2 separate regions of the Mus musculus genome follow, and region 1 is linked to region 2. A link is a contact called in public Micro-C data. All regions are on one chromosome and are shown on one strand. The core of a region is the stretch at or near the end of the contact, and the rest is flanking DNA. Distances in the headings are between cores, read along the strand shown.

Region 1 (6,330 bases), core at 318-2,817, 260 kb after region 2:
TGACCTTGTCCTGGAAGAAAATAATTGATCCAGGAGTCTAAGAGCTCTCCACCCTAGGACACATGCACACATCCCTGACATGCATACATCCCTGACATGCACACATTCCTGACATTCACACATCCCTGTCATGCACACATCCCTGATATGCACACATCCCTGACACGCACACATCCCTGACATGCACACATCCCTGACACGCACACATCCCTGACATGCACACATCCCTGACACGCACACATCCCTGACATGCACACATCCCTGACATGCACACATCCCTGACATGCTCACATCCCTGACATGCTCACATCCCTGACATGCTCACATCCCTGACATGCACACATCCCTGACATGCTCACATCCCTGACATGCTCACATCCCTGACATGAGGCTCCTTGACTTGCATTAATCTCAATGATGCTATGGCTCATGCAATCCAGTGGGTCCCAAATTAGCCAGTTTTTCTGACCTCCCACTCAGTAGTGGCCTTGGGGCTAATATTTTACTGGACAATCATGTTAAGTGCTACAGAGGTTAAAAGGAGCTTTCTGTGTTGACCATTCCATTAGACTCTGTTGATAGGCCATAGTTCCTGGTTACAGGCTCAGAGCACAAGGCCACCTTCCCATTTAGTCTGGGCCCTCCGAACTGTTCTCAGTCTAGATAAGAGCAAACATCTGTCTATATTTTCCTCGTTACAGCAAAGACACTTCTTGATGTAGAAAGTACAGAAAGCTCAAAGGTGACTCGCCGCAGAAATGCAATTAAAGCCCTAAAATTTTACAAGAAAACCTCAGCGAAACCAACTTTGAGATTTAAGGAGAAAGGCAGAGAATGGGGATTTTAAGTTGTTAGACAAGAAACAGAATTCTTTTTTTCTGTGTTATCTCGGATGGTTCCTTCCTGAGACGTGGGTTCTAGAACCAGAACAGCCCTAACCCTTTACTGGCAAGAGCTGCTCAAGACGCTGGTCATCTATGTCCCTTATTTTTAATAAGCATCCAACACTATTCACAAAGCTTCGATGTTGAATGTTCCTGTGGACTCCTATGCTGAAGGAAACATGGAAAACACCTTCCTGGCTTTAACTTTCAGATTTTCTGTCACTGGTAAAATATATTTAGAGAAATCTGCGTGTGCTTCCTGTCTGACAGATGAGTAGGATCTGAAAAGTGGGACAGTAAACCATTCTTTTATGCTCTACAGCAGAACCATTGCTGCTTGCCGGAGGATAACAGTCCTCATCAAGCCAGGCTTGGGCAGTGTCTTCCTCGATCCTTAGCTTTGTTTATAGAAAGATGGGTGGATGACTTGATATTGATTGATTGATTGATTGATTGACTAACCTACTGATCGATTCTTATAAGCGTCTGCACATCAGGGGCCTGAACAATAGAAAACCATTCAGGTCCACGCAGACCAACAGTCACATTCATAGAGGAGCTGCTGTCAGGGAGCCACAGAGACAGAAATCACCATTTCTGCAAAGGAGAACAGCATTGCCTCCTGTGGTTTTATAGCTTCCTCATCCCCAGCTCTCTGCATTTGAAAGTACAAGCTCTGTAAGTTGACTTGTACAGAATGAAATGTTCCCTCCCCTTGAGGGCAACAGTGAGTGGCTGGTTCTTAACTCCTGTATCTGTAGGATGTGACTGAGTTTCCGGGCAAGTTCTGCTCCGAGTGGGAGTGGCGCGTATTCACCGAGTCAGTCCGTTGGCATCGTGTAACTGAGCTTAAGGAGAAGGGGAAAGGGTGTAACTGGCAGCATGCGTGTTTCTTAATCTACAAGGCCCTGGGCTTGATCTCTCATCCCACAAAAGGAAAGAAGGAAGGGGAGAGGAGGGGGGGAGGGAACTCAAAAGCAGTGTGGCCGAGTTCAGTGGGAGAGCACTTGCCCAGAAAGAGTTAACAATTTCATTCTACTCTGTTTCTGGCACTGGACAATTAAATAGATGAATACGTAAATAGTCTTAGAGATAAATAGAACCTGGCTCAGCGGTGATCTGCCTTTTGTTCTTGGAGACCAATGACCGTTGGAGCCCCTAAACTTTGTGTAGTTTGTATGGCAAAATGGTTACCGAAGTATCTGGGGTTCTGGTGCTGCCAAAACCCCAGTCCTACTTAGACTTAGGCTGCTAGCCTGCCTGTCTGCGTGAAGATGAAAGAAAGGGCCTTGCTGCTCTCTTCTATTCATTCCCAGGACAGAACTTTTTCTTCATCTTGTCTTTTCTCTTTCTCTCTCCTTCCTTCCTTCCTTCCTTCCTTCCTTTCTTTCTTTCTTTCTCTTTCCTTCCTTCCTTCCTTCCTTCCTTCCTTCCTTCCTTCCTTCCTTCCTTTTTGTGAGATGAGGTTACAGACGAATATTGTAAATCCTTTCCAAGCTTAGCTTATAGAGTCTTCAGTATGACCCAGCAATGCTGCCTTTCATGGACTCTGCTTCTAAATATGGGGAAACTGCAGTATAAACCATCAAACAATGAAGAAAGCCTTATTTTACTTATTTTTCGTATACCCTTCAGGGATATAGTGAGTCCTACACAAACGAATAGAGTCGAGTTTCTATCCTTCTTCTGATCTCGAGAACTGGGTTACCAGCTCCTGAGTTTAAAATCTCCCAGAAAGCCTTCTGGCCACTCTGCCACTGGTCGCACAAAGAACAGATTCTCTAGAATTACTCTGTGTGTCTAGACCACTGCTCCCACCTCAAACTGAGGTGCCCTCCCCAGCCCCCACCCCAGAGGCTTCTAGAAGACGCTTACCTCACCAACACATTAGGAATACATTAAGGCCTGCTGAATATCCACCCTTATCCCCTTCTTCCCCGCAACCCTCACCCCGCGGCCCCGCCTGAGACCAGGATTCATGGCCTCTGACTTCATTCTGCTTGGAAACCAGCAACCGGTGAGACCGACCAAGAAACTTGTCATCAGGCAGGGCCTTTGTGAGATGGCAGTCTAATTAGCCATTTCATATTTTTGTTAATTCTCTTGCGATTCACGTTAAAAATATGTTCCATGAATGGCCGCCTGCTGGGAGCGAGGAGCCCCTGTCACTCAGCAGTTGCTCAGTGAACTAATAAATATCTGAGCCAGCAGTCTCGCCTCCTGCCTCAGTTCCCTCTTTCCCACCCGACAGCTGTGTGAGACCAGACCCTCACACCACTCTCCATACCCTGTGGGGTCATAAGGATTACCAAACCAGGAAGGGAACCTCGCCCACCCGGGAGTCTCCACTCTGCAAGTTTCCTTCAGAGGCCACTCTGCCTCTTGCCTATGAGGTCACCCAAAGACGGGCGTGGAGGGCTATCTTCAAGCACGCGTTATCATAAGCAGCCAATCCCCTGAGAGGATTTCAGCATTGGAGACTCCTAAGGGGAAAATGCCACTTCATCTACTAAGCCACATCAGCTGGAGCTGGGAGGCACCCAGCTCACATCTGTGGAACAGCTTGGACCAGGACCGTGTGTTCTGTCAGTGTTTAGGTGGGGCCCACTCTGCGGCCCTTGCCAAAATTTCAGCCGGGTCCTCCCTGCTTCCCACCCTGGCCCATGTTCATCATCTCTACTGAGCATCTCAGGAAAGAAACAGTAACCCCCCCCCCCCCAAGAGGCTCAACCCATCTTCTTCTGCCTTAGGAAAACAGGCGGGAACCATCAAAACATGACAGGGGAAAAAGCTATTTGGGCAACCAGCTCTGTAGTCATCTCTCTCATGATGTAGCCTTCTTACCCCGTGGATTGCAAAGGGAGACAGAGCAGCTAACAGCGATTGGCTTGTTCCTACCCACAATAAAGCTGTGTTTTCATGTAGGACGAAGGGTTGTAGCCCAGCCTATAACTGGAAATTTCAAAGAAAGAAGAAAATTCCATGCCAACACTAGAATCACCTCCATCAGTCTGCACTTGGGGACCAGCGAACTAATTTTTCTTTCTAGAACTTGCTGAGAGATTTCGTTAAGAGGGTTCATCTCCTTTTGTATACTGCTAGTGATATGCAACACTAGGAGTGGATCTTAGTGGTTTTAACTTCTTAGAAATTTATAAACAAAGTCGGTCTTTCTTTCCGAGTGCAGTAGATAAACTGCAGGGGAGATGAAAACTGCAAACCCACGGCTCCTGGGACAGAGCGTGATCAGAAAGGATGAAGCGCAAACCGGCGATTTTGCTATCCTCCCGTGGCTCTCTTGTTTTTAAGCAATAGTGATTTGAATCTACAGAACAATAATCACACTCAAGCCCGTTATTTCAGTAAGGAAGAGTTGAGCAAATGAGCTTCGTAAACTTCGGTGTCGCTGCCCAAACTTGGTCTAGGAACAGGATTTTCTTGCAGCAGTAATAGCCTCCAATAGACGCTCTAACTGTGGTCCAGACTGCCTGGCATCTGATGTGCGGCTGGAGAGTGGTGTGTTCTACTTCCCTAACTCATGAGGAATGTAACAAAAATCCACATATTTGTTTAAGTTCTTTCCCTCACACTTAAAATATTAGCTAAAGAAACCAAGTTTACTTTAGAACAATTTGCGCAGACCCTTTAGAAACAAGCTAGCCAAGCAGTGTAAAGACGTGATGCCAGATAGGCTCTTGGTGGCTGCGGGAACCGCTTTCTAACTGGTTCTTGCTGGGCAGGGATGTACTTCTTCCACCCTGAATACTGATAATAGAAAATACTAACAGAGTTTCTTTTCCATAACTAAACTATTATGTTCATATGAGCACAACACTTTACATAGACAGTAAAAACCCTGCAAGTCATAATGAGAAACGGCCTTGCTTCTGAGCCACGGTGTTTTAAGCAATGTTGCTTCACTTCGTGCAGTGTGACAACAGGATTAGTGCGCATGTTGTATGTTGATAGCTTGGTCTTCAGTGAAATCATGGGATGTGAACTGTCCACACTGCCAAAAACACCCTAGACTCATTACTTGTTTGATTTAACATTAATTTTCATTTTTTTGCCTTTAGAAAGCTCTTAGTGTTGCCAAAATTTTTACAACACCCAATATTCTATTACATGGCCCAGGAGGTTATACCCCCATACTTTAAGAATCTGTGGTATGTACACATACTTTGCTATTTTTAAAAAATATGTATATATGTATATTTATTACAAAATATATACAAAATGTATACAAAATAATATATATAATTTATATAAATACAACATATGTATAGTGAATGTGCAAAATATATACATATATTATACATAAAATCTGTTTGGACTGATATATGTAAAAGTGGTAACTGGCTATTCTTGGTAAATGACTATTCTTGCATGCTAGGCAGAATTATCAGGGATATTTAATACACTCTACAATTTTCTATGTGGTATGACTTGAATTTTAATTTGGAACACCCATTACTTTACATTAAAAAGAAATATGTTGGGGCTGGAGAGGCGGCGCCAAGCTGAAGGACATGTACTGCTCTTGAAGAGGACCCAGGTCCATTCTCAGCATACACAGAAGGCAACTCACAACTGTCTGGAACTCCAGTGCAGGTCATCTGCCGACCTCTGGCCTCCACAGGCACTTACACACCTGTGGTGCACATAAACATATGCAAGCACACACACATAAATGAAAATAATAAGCAAATGTTTTTTAAAGGAAGAAATCTGGGCTAGAGTGATGGCTTAGTAGTTAAGAGCACTGGCTGCTGTTACAGAGGTCCTGAGTTCAAATCCCAACACCCACATGGCAGCTCACAGGCATCTGTAGCCGCTGTAGTCCCATGAGATCTGATGCCCTGTTCGGGTGTGCAGATATAAACATAGACAAGACAGCTGTACACATATAATACATAAATAAATAAACCTTAAAAAGGAAAGATTTATGTTTTTATTGAATATATTTTCCCTAAAACTGATGTTGTGCACATTTCTGAATTGTATTGGCTCATTATTTCTTCCAACAATAAGATCCTTCTATAATCAAAAAGGCCTTGGTCCTTGAAGGCACTTCTATAGAGGAAGCATGCAGAATATCCCTTGTAAATGGCAAAGGCCTGTTGAACTGCAGACCACTAGTGAAACATCAGTGCGCCACATCGGTGTTCTAAACATTTTTTCAGAGTAAATAGTTTTTGGAAATATTATAGAAATACCTTATTAACGAAAACCCTACAAATTCAGAATTTATAAAGTCTTTTGAGATGAGTGAAAATTGCCTTTTTGAGTGTCGGTAATTATGATAGATGCATTAAGCATCCCGTTGGCTGAATGTCAGGGTGAACACTTCATTTCCTGAGAGGACACACAGCTCGCTTCTTACTCTCTGTGGACACCCACTCCGTGCACAGCCACGTGATTAATAAGCACATTCTTTGATAATTAT
Region 2 (6,501 bases), core at 796-3,295:
TTAACGCATTTTTGTTTTAGCTTATTTCAAACCCCACAGCTTTCATCAGGATCATCAGAAATCCAGGCATGGCAGTAGCCCGTTGTGTGACTCGGATATTGCTTCTTTAGTTCATCTGGGCAATAGCGTTTGTTGAAGGGCTACTCTGCTCCATGTACCATCATTCCAATAATCCATGTGGTTGCCAGAGGGTGATTTTAAGACATGGAAATATGTTGTGTTATTCTTGACACTGGAGCCCAGGGCCCCAATTTGATCTAGTAGAGCCATCACATTGTAGAATCTACATTAGAACCTACTTTTAGAACTTATATTGGAATCTACACAGTTTATAGATTGTTTAGCACCATGATTATATCTAGAAAAATATGATTCTTTGAAAAGAAGGTAGGTGGCTATAGTGTTGTAGAACTGAAAGCAAGGAAATCGACCTGGTATGATGCATACACGGAATCAAGATGGATGAAATCCACAAGATCACAGCACCCTGTACCACCATTTTCTGGTGCAGTGTGCATCACTTAGTCAGGTGAGGTATACACTACCCATCCTTACTTCCTGCCACATGAGCCTTCCCTCAGGATGGCTGGTGGCAGTATGCTCAGCAAATGTCAAGGCATTTATTTCCAGGTATGTTTCACTTTTTGGATAAGTATTTATTTTGCACCTCCTCTTAACTGTTCAGGTATAGCAAGAAAAATGAATCCTTGCCTTGCTAGAAGCTCTAACTCTGTTTAGGCAACACGGTCAGATTTCCAGCTTTGGCCTTGGAGGTGTGGGGAGTAGATGAAACATTGGCTCCTTCTGACCTTTCTCCTCTGTCTTCTCTGGGCAGAATATCTCCATGCATAATACAGTTGGTGGGACCATGACGGGACCCGGAGCTCACCAGCTAGGCAGCACTCGGATGCCCAACCATGACAGCAGCGTTGTGATTCAGCAAGCCATGCCTTCTCCCCAGTCCAGCTCGGTCATCACTCAGGCTCCTTCCACCAACCGCCAGATTGGGTAAGAAGACTTCCTCTCTGTCTCTGGAAGAGCTCAGGCAACCTTTTGTATATTCTCCCTGGTTCTAGTGCTTGGATTTGTTGTTTTTCCCGTCTGATATGATGCTGCCAAAAGAGTGATGCTTTGGATGAGAAAAGGCGTCTCCGTTTGCTTGGGGCTATTTTGATCCTAGATGTCGAGGGGGAAAGCTATTCATTATGTGACCTTATTTCTTCAAATAAGATTTGTGAATGGCAGACAAAATTAGTGGTGTCATGCAGACCGCAGAAGACTGCTCAGGAGCAATGGTCGGTGGCAACAGAGAGGAGTTCTGCTAGCCCAGGCACCTCCTGGCAGTGTGACCCCAACCACAAACTCCTTCCTAGGGGGTTTGCAGCTGCTTGGCTGGGACACCTGTGTATTCCACAACTTGCCATTCTTTCTGGTCTTTCTTCCCACCTCTCTTTCTTGTTATTTCTTTCTCGTCAGCCCTTCCTGGCCTTTCCATTGGCCTATACTTGTAAGCAGGGCCCTTCCCTCTCATTTATGAAACAAGGCAATATTAAGACCTTGAGGGAAACTGGTAGAAGTATCTTGACATCTATACATATCATGTCTTGGAAATTGTTCTCGCTTCTTTACATCATATGACTGGTTTGGCCCCTTGCTGCAGAGTGTGGTCTGACCATCAGCAATGCGGGCATTACTCATCAATTTCTTAGAAACGCCGAATTCTTAACCTCCCCACTTCCTTATCTCCAGAATGAGGATGGAGTTTGTTCTTTACATGCCTCTGAAGAGAGGCACTGACTTCTTGTGCGTACATTGATGGGCACTGGCAATTGGCTGCCCCTGAAACCAGAAGGGGAACTTGCTGTGTGCTGTACTCACCTCCAAATGCAGTCTGAATTCTCAGGGGGCTACTAGCTGTGGTGACTTAAAACACAATTTTGAGGCTTCCTTACAATTTTTCCTAGTGCCTTTTCCCTGAGAACAAGAGTGGGCACAGGACAAAGCCTTGGCTCACTCCTTGAGTGCCCTAGAATAGGGAACTGTGTCTCAGACTTCTCGGTTAGGTGACTCAGAGGGACAAAGCACAGGCAGTGAGTGTGGATGTCCGGGTCCTTGCTTTTGCTTTAAAATGCGGGTATCGTCCTAGCCAAGTATCTTTGCTAATGGTTTCTTCTCAAGCAACTTGAAAAGCAAGTATTGCCACTATCTCTAAACCACAATGTCCTTGGAAGGTAATGTGGCTTCATTAAAGATGGTGTCTGCATCCCGGGGGACTCCTTTTTCTCTTGGGCCCTGGCTGCGGGCAGACAATTCACAGCTGGACCAGCTAATTATAATTATTTTATTTTTCTTTCAAGGGGGGAAAAGCATAAAATGTGCTAGAGTTTACTAGCAGTTTTACAGCATTCTTCCCCCCCTGCAGCCCTCGCCTGCCCCTTGTACCCCTGCCCACAACCCTCTCTGAGGCCCTTAGTGTTCCCCATTGTTAACGCAGCACTGGGTTTTATGAAGCAATCCTTTTAAGGCTAGCACTAAATTTTAAGATGGGTGTTGACTCTGTCAATAATTTACCCAGCTGGCCCCAGACTGTACATTTTGGGTGACATTTGTAGGCTGTGTCACTCTGCCGTTCTTTCTGCTTCTTGGGGGCGTTGTGTGTATGTGTTCTAGGAGATAATTGTTACTTCTAGGGCTCTGTCTCTGTCTCGTTGCCCAGCTTGAGGGAGGCTATTTCTTTTCTCCAGATCCTTCCCTGTTGTGCTTACTCTGTTGATTCAAAACCCCCACATCCTGTCACTCCTGGGCTTCTTCTCCTCCACGTGACCCATCCAAAGCTCTGCCCAGATGATCGAGGGGCTCAGCAGGACCCAGCCCTGCCCTTCTCACCAGTGGATTGAGTATGGAACCCTAGGTGGTAACACTTGGGGATGGTTGGCTCTTTTATTTCCCTCAGCAAAGAGGAAATGAGTGCTCATTTTAAAATACGAGTTCCCCTGGGAGATGTCGGCAAATGAGCATTTGAAATTGCAGATAGCTTTTTAAAAATTTCTAGTGTGTGTGTGTGTGTGTGTGTGTGTGTGTGTGTGCGTATGGGCACATGCATGAGCATAGAGAACCATATTGTAGTAATATTCTGATTTTTATCACAACCTCAAATATTTAAGTGTCAAAATCTGGCCAAGCCACCTGCAAATGTTTGTCATGGCGATTGGCCAACAAAAACAGCACACAGCAATGAAAGTCTTCATTCAGGCTAGGTGCTGAAGCTGCATCCAGCCAGAGAGACTGGGACCCACCTGTGCCCACGCATAACACTCTTGTGCTGTGGCCAGCGGGTGTATTCACAACTGGAACTTTGCAGGAGACGGGACTGCCTGACTCCTATCCCTGTCTTTTCTTCCCTTTCACTGGGGCTTAGATTCTGTAGCCAAGTCTCTCTCTCTCTCTCTCTCTCTCTCTCTCTCTCTCTCTCTCTCTCTCTCACTGTCTCTCTGTCTCTGTCTCTCTCTGTCTCTGTCTCTGTCTCTCTCTTCTTCCCTCCCTCCTTCCCTGCCCCCACCCCCTTTTCATGCTGTAAAGGTTAAGCTTAGAGGCTTGGCATAAAGGTCTGCAAAATGGATGTGATGCCAGTTATCAGTAAAGCCTTCCACGACCAAGGGTACATACCCTTGTAGGAATCTAGTTTTCACACTTGGGCTGAGGGGGGCAGACACTGAGACAAAGCAGACCAAAACAAGTGAAGAAATATTAAGTATGTGGACACGCAGCAGCTTCAGCTTCTATTCTATTCCACAGCAACCCCTGCTATGCCCTTTGCTCAATTCTGTAAAAGTAGTGCTATTATCTCAATAGAAACTGCAGGGAAGTATAAATATCCCAAATTGCACTTGGGTGGTTAGACAGGCTAGAAAAACACACAGCTCTGGCGAATGTGGGAGGCATCTCCAAACCAGTGACTGCTTGTGCTCAGTAAAACTGGCAGATGCCCTGTCGGGAAGAGTGTCTTTGGCTGATTGATGGGGGTGTTTTAGGAGATAAGTTTCCCAGATGGGGTTAAAAAAAATGAGCTATGGGTTGTGGAGAGACAAGAGAGACAGAAAACAAGCATGTGTTAGCTAGAGATGAAATCGATTTAGCCTTGAACCAGCTATGTGGCACATTCCAAACAGTATCTCTACCCCAGTCATTTTTACTAGATATCGTATAACACGCTCATTAACTCAGGATCAAGTCAGCCAAGGCTGGGAACGATGGCACAGGAGCAGATAATCGCAATGTAAATCCCACGCGCCTCTCAGTGTCTCTCTTAACATGAGGCATTTCTCGAGGAGCAGGGGGTTAGTGGAGAATCTAGGTGGTGATCCTAATAGAGCCAAGCGTTCTTAGAGAAGTCCGTTTCCCTCTGAGGTGCTAGGTGATACATGCGCAGTCCCTCTTCGGGTGGGTGATGCAGATAATAAGGAAGGACACGGAGTTCTTCAACAACGTTCTACAGTAGAGGGTTCTGACAGGTTGCTAGAGGCACTGTTGACCCACTGACCTATTCTATGGATTTTCTTCTTGCTTTTTACTTCTCTGTATACTGGGTAAATGCATGCTCATGATGAGGGAGGCATCACAGTAATCGCTTATAATGAAAATTGTATGCATTAGAATATATACACGTGAAACATTTTGGTTGCATTAGTTAGCCAAATGTGGCAATACAGAGTGCATATATGAAGCTGCTTAGGTGGTAAATCCCTCCCTGATTTCACTCAGATTCTAGTCCGTGGGGTACAAATGCCTACATCATGCATAGTAAGTGGGTATGGGGTCATAAACTCTATTTGCACGGAGCTGAGGCTAGGCAACTCTACTTCCCCATAATAAACAGTGCAGAGTGTTGGGAGTCAAACTTGTTTTATATAAGAAGGCGCCGTTAGCATGGATTCCACATCTTCACACCCAGCCTATGCTGCTTTCTGGTGCTTCCTTGCAATTCCTTATGCTATGTCATGGACAGTGTCCAGTGATGGTCCCTCGGGCACACGGAGGAAAACCAACAAAAACAAACCATAAAGAATAAAAATCGAAAGTAAAGCATAGGTGGCAAGGCACGGCTGCTTTCTCCAAGGAGAACAAGGAGGCTCCGCTGTGTGGATTGCCATTGTCATTCGGAGTGCCATTAGCTAGGGACGGGGTGGGCGTTCAGAGGCAAGGAGCTCCTAGCACTATTCCTGTGTGAAAAAGAAATAAGGCGAGGTTGAGAAGTGCTGCATTCACAGACAGGGAGTTTAAAAATCAAGATAATAGGACACCACAGTTTAAAATGTGCTGCAAATCCCACGTTTGATATCATTATTAAGAGTTTTCCTAAATACCTCAACCAACCTAAGCCTAGCTGTGGCTGTCACTGTCCACCATAGGCTTACGTTGGGGACATCCTGGCCAGTTCCTTCCTGTCGGAGGCAGTGGGGTTAGATTTCAGGTTGTCTTGCAACTGCAACCCTCAGTCAGGACAAGTCGATGCTGCCTTTAAGTAATTCAGACCAGAATCCATTATTTCCTGCTTTGTGTTCGGCTGAATATCATGGCTATGAGCATAGCTTTATTGTTTAAAAATTGCTAGATCTTTCACAGCCCCGAGAACATTTACGAGGGCCCTTCAGGGGGATTGCTTTCTGAGAGGGCTGACAGACTTAACCATATGGCTTCCGTTAAATCCCAGGCAGAGCCTTGAGAAATTACCTCTGACAAGGGGGCCAGCAGCCTTCCACTCACAGGGTTTTATGTGTGGAACAAAGCATTAAGTACTGATACCTGAGGAAATAGAATGTTTCTGAACAGTCAGAGGCTGTAACACCACATAGTATTATAGCCAGACGAAGGAAGGGGTGGAGCCGGAAGACAGGGGCACATGGCTCAGTGTCCCAAAGTCCAGCAAAGCAGCCCTTGCTCTTGTCTCCAAATCTGGCTACATACAGCCTCTGGTACCTCAGCAACCATTGTATGTTTGTGTCTCAGCTCCTCATCTGGAACACAGAAAGGCTGGTCTGCTTGGCAGAGAAAACTGTAGCTCCTTCAGTGGGTTCAACTCGTTGTTAGAAAGATCCTTGGTCAAGAGGCTGACAGTGAGGATAGAGATGCTGATGTGGGCCCCATGCTTACAACGTGAGAGCTCTGAGGTAGCTCTGTACGCTGTTTCCTGTCCTTCTCCAGTGGCTCGAGAGGTAGGCGTATGCTCCACCCCATCTCTGTTTTATTGCCCAGGAAGGAAAGTCACATGTCCTCAGTCACCAGCCAGTGATGGACAGAGTTGTCTTGTTGCATCCCAAAGTACACATTGCCTCCCTCATGCCACGGAAGACACAGGGCAGTGTCTGAAATAAGAGAATCATGCGCACACGGGAGCTGGCTGAGGCTCAGCCTGGTCACTGTGTAAGAGTATGTGTTCATCTACTAATTGGGTAGCCCAGGGCAGACATAGATGAGCGTTTGGAGCGGACAGCAGCTGCTTCC

The links. Hi-C and Micro-C count contacts between places; a contact is called where the count stands out from the background.
Region 1: a Micro-C map of macrophages shows a contact between it and region 2, with 9 times the contacts expected there. The contact joins two enhancer-like sites. A contact is called at or near these places in 5 of 39 promoter capture datasets (cranial neural crest, embryonic stem cells, liver and 2 more), 5 of 484 Hi-C or Micro-C datasets (bone marrow-derived macrophages, epidermal suprabasal cells and macrophages), 2 of 115 datasets of contacts at active chromatin or transcription factors (bone marrow-derived dendritic cells and bone marrow-derived macrophages) and 2 of 9 other capture datasets (bone marrow-derived macrophages and embryonic stem cells).

Annotation. Positions count from the first base shown.
Region 1 is chr6:53,711,759-53,718,088 of GRCm38.p6, forward strand. No RefSeq gene overlaps it. Among named protein-coding and RNA genes, the nearest start is that of Tril, 110 kb to the right of the region's middle. Within about 2 kb of position 1,568, at least 42 of the 459 cell types and tissues checked have an H3K27ac peak or open chromatin away from gene starts, as enhancers often do. A contact at or near this core is called in bone marrow-derived dendritic cells, bone marrow-derived macrophages and macrophages, where this site is marked.
Region 2 is chr6:53,446,711-53,453,211 of GRCm38.p6, forward strand. Creb5 (cAMP responsive element binding protein 5) reads left to right here. Exons shown (of 11, transcript NM_001327821.1): 5 at 836-1,008. Among named protein-coding and RNA genes, the nearest start is that of Gm38815, 22 kb to the right of the region's middle. Within about 2 kb of position 2,046, at least 77 of the 459 cell types and tissues checked have an H3K27ac peak or open chromatin away from gene starts, as enhancers often do. A contact at or near this core is called in bone marrow-derived dendritic cells, bone marrow-derived macrophages and macrophages, where this site is marked.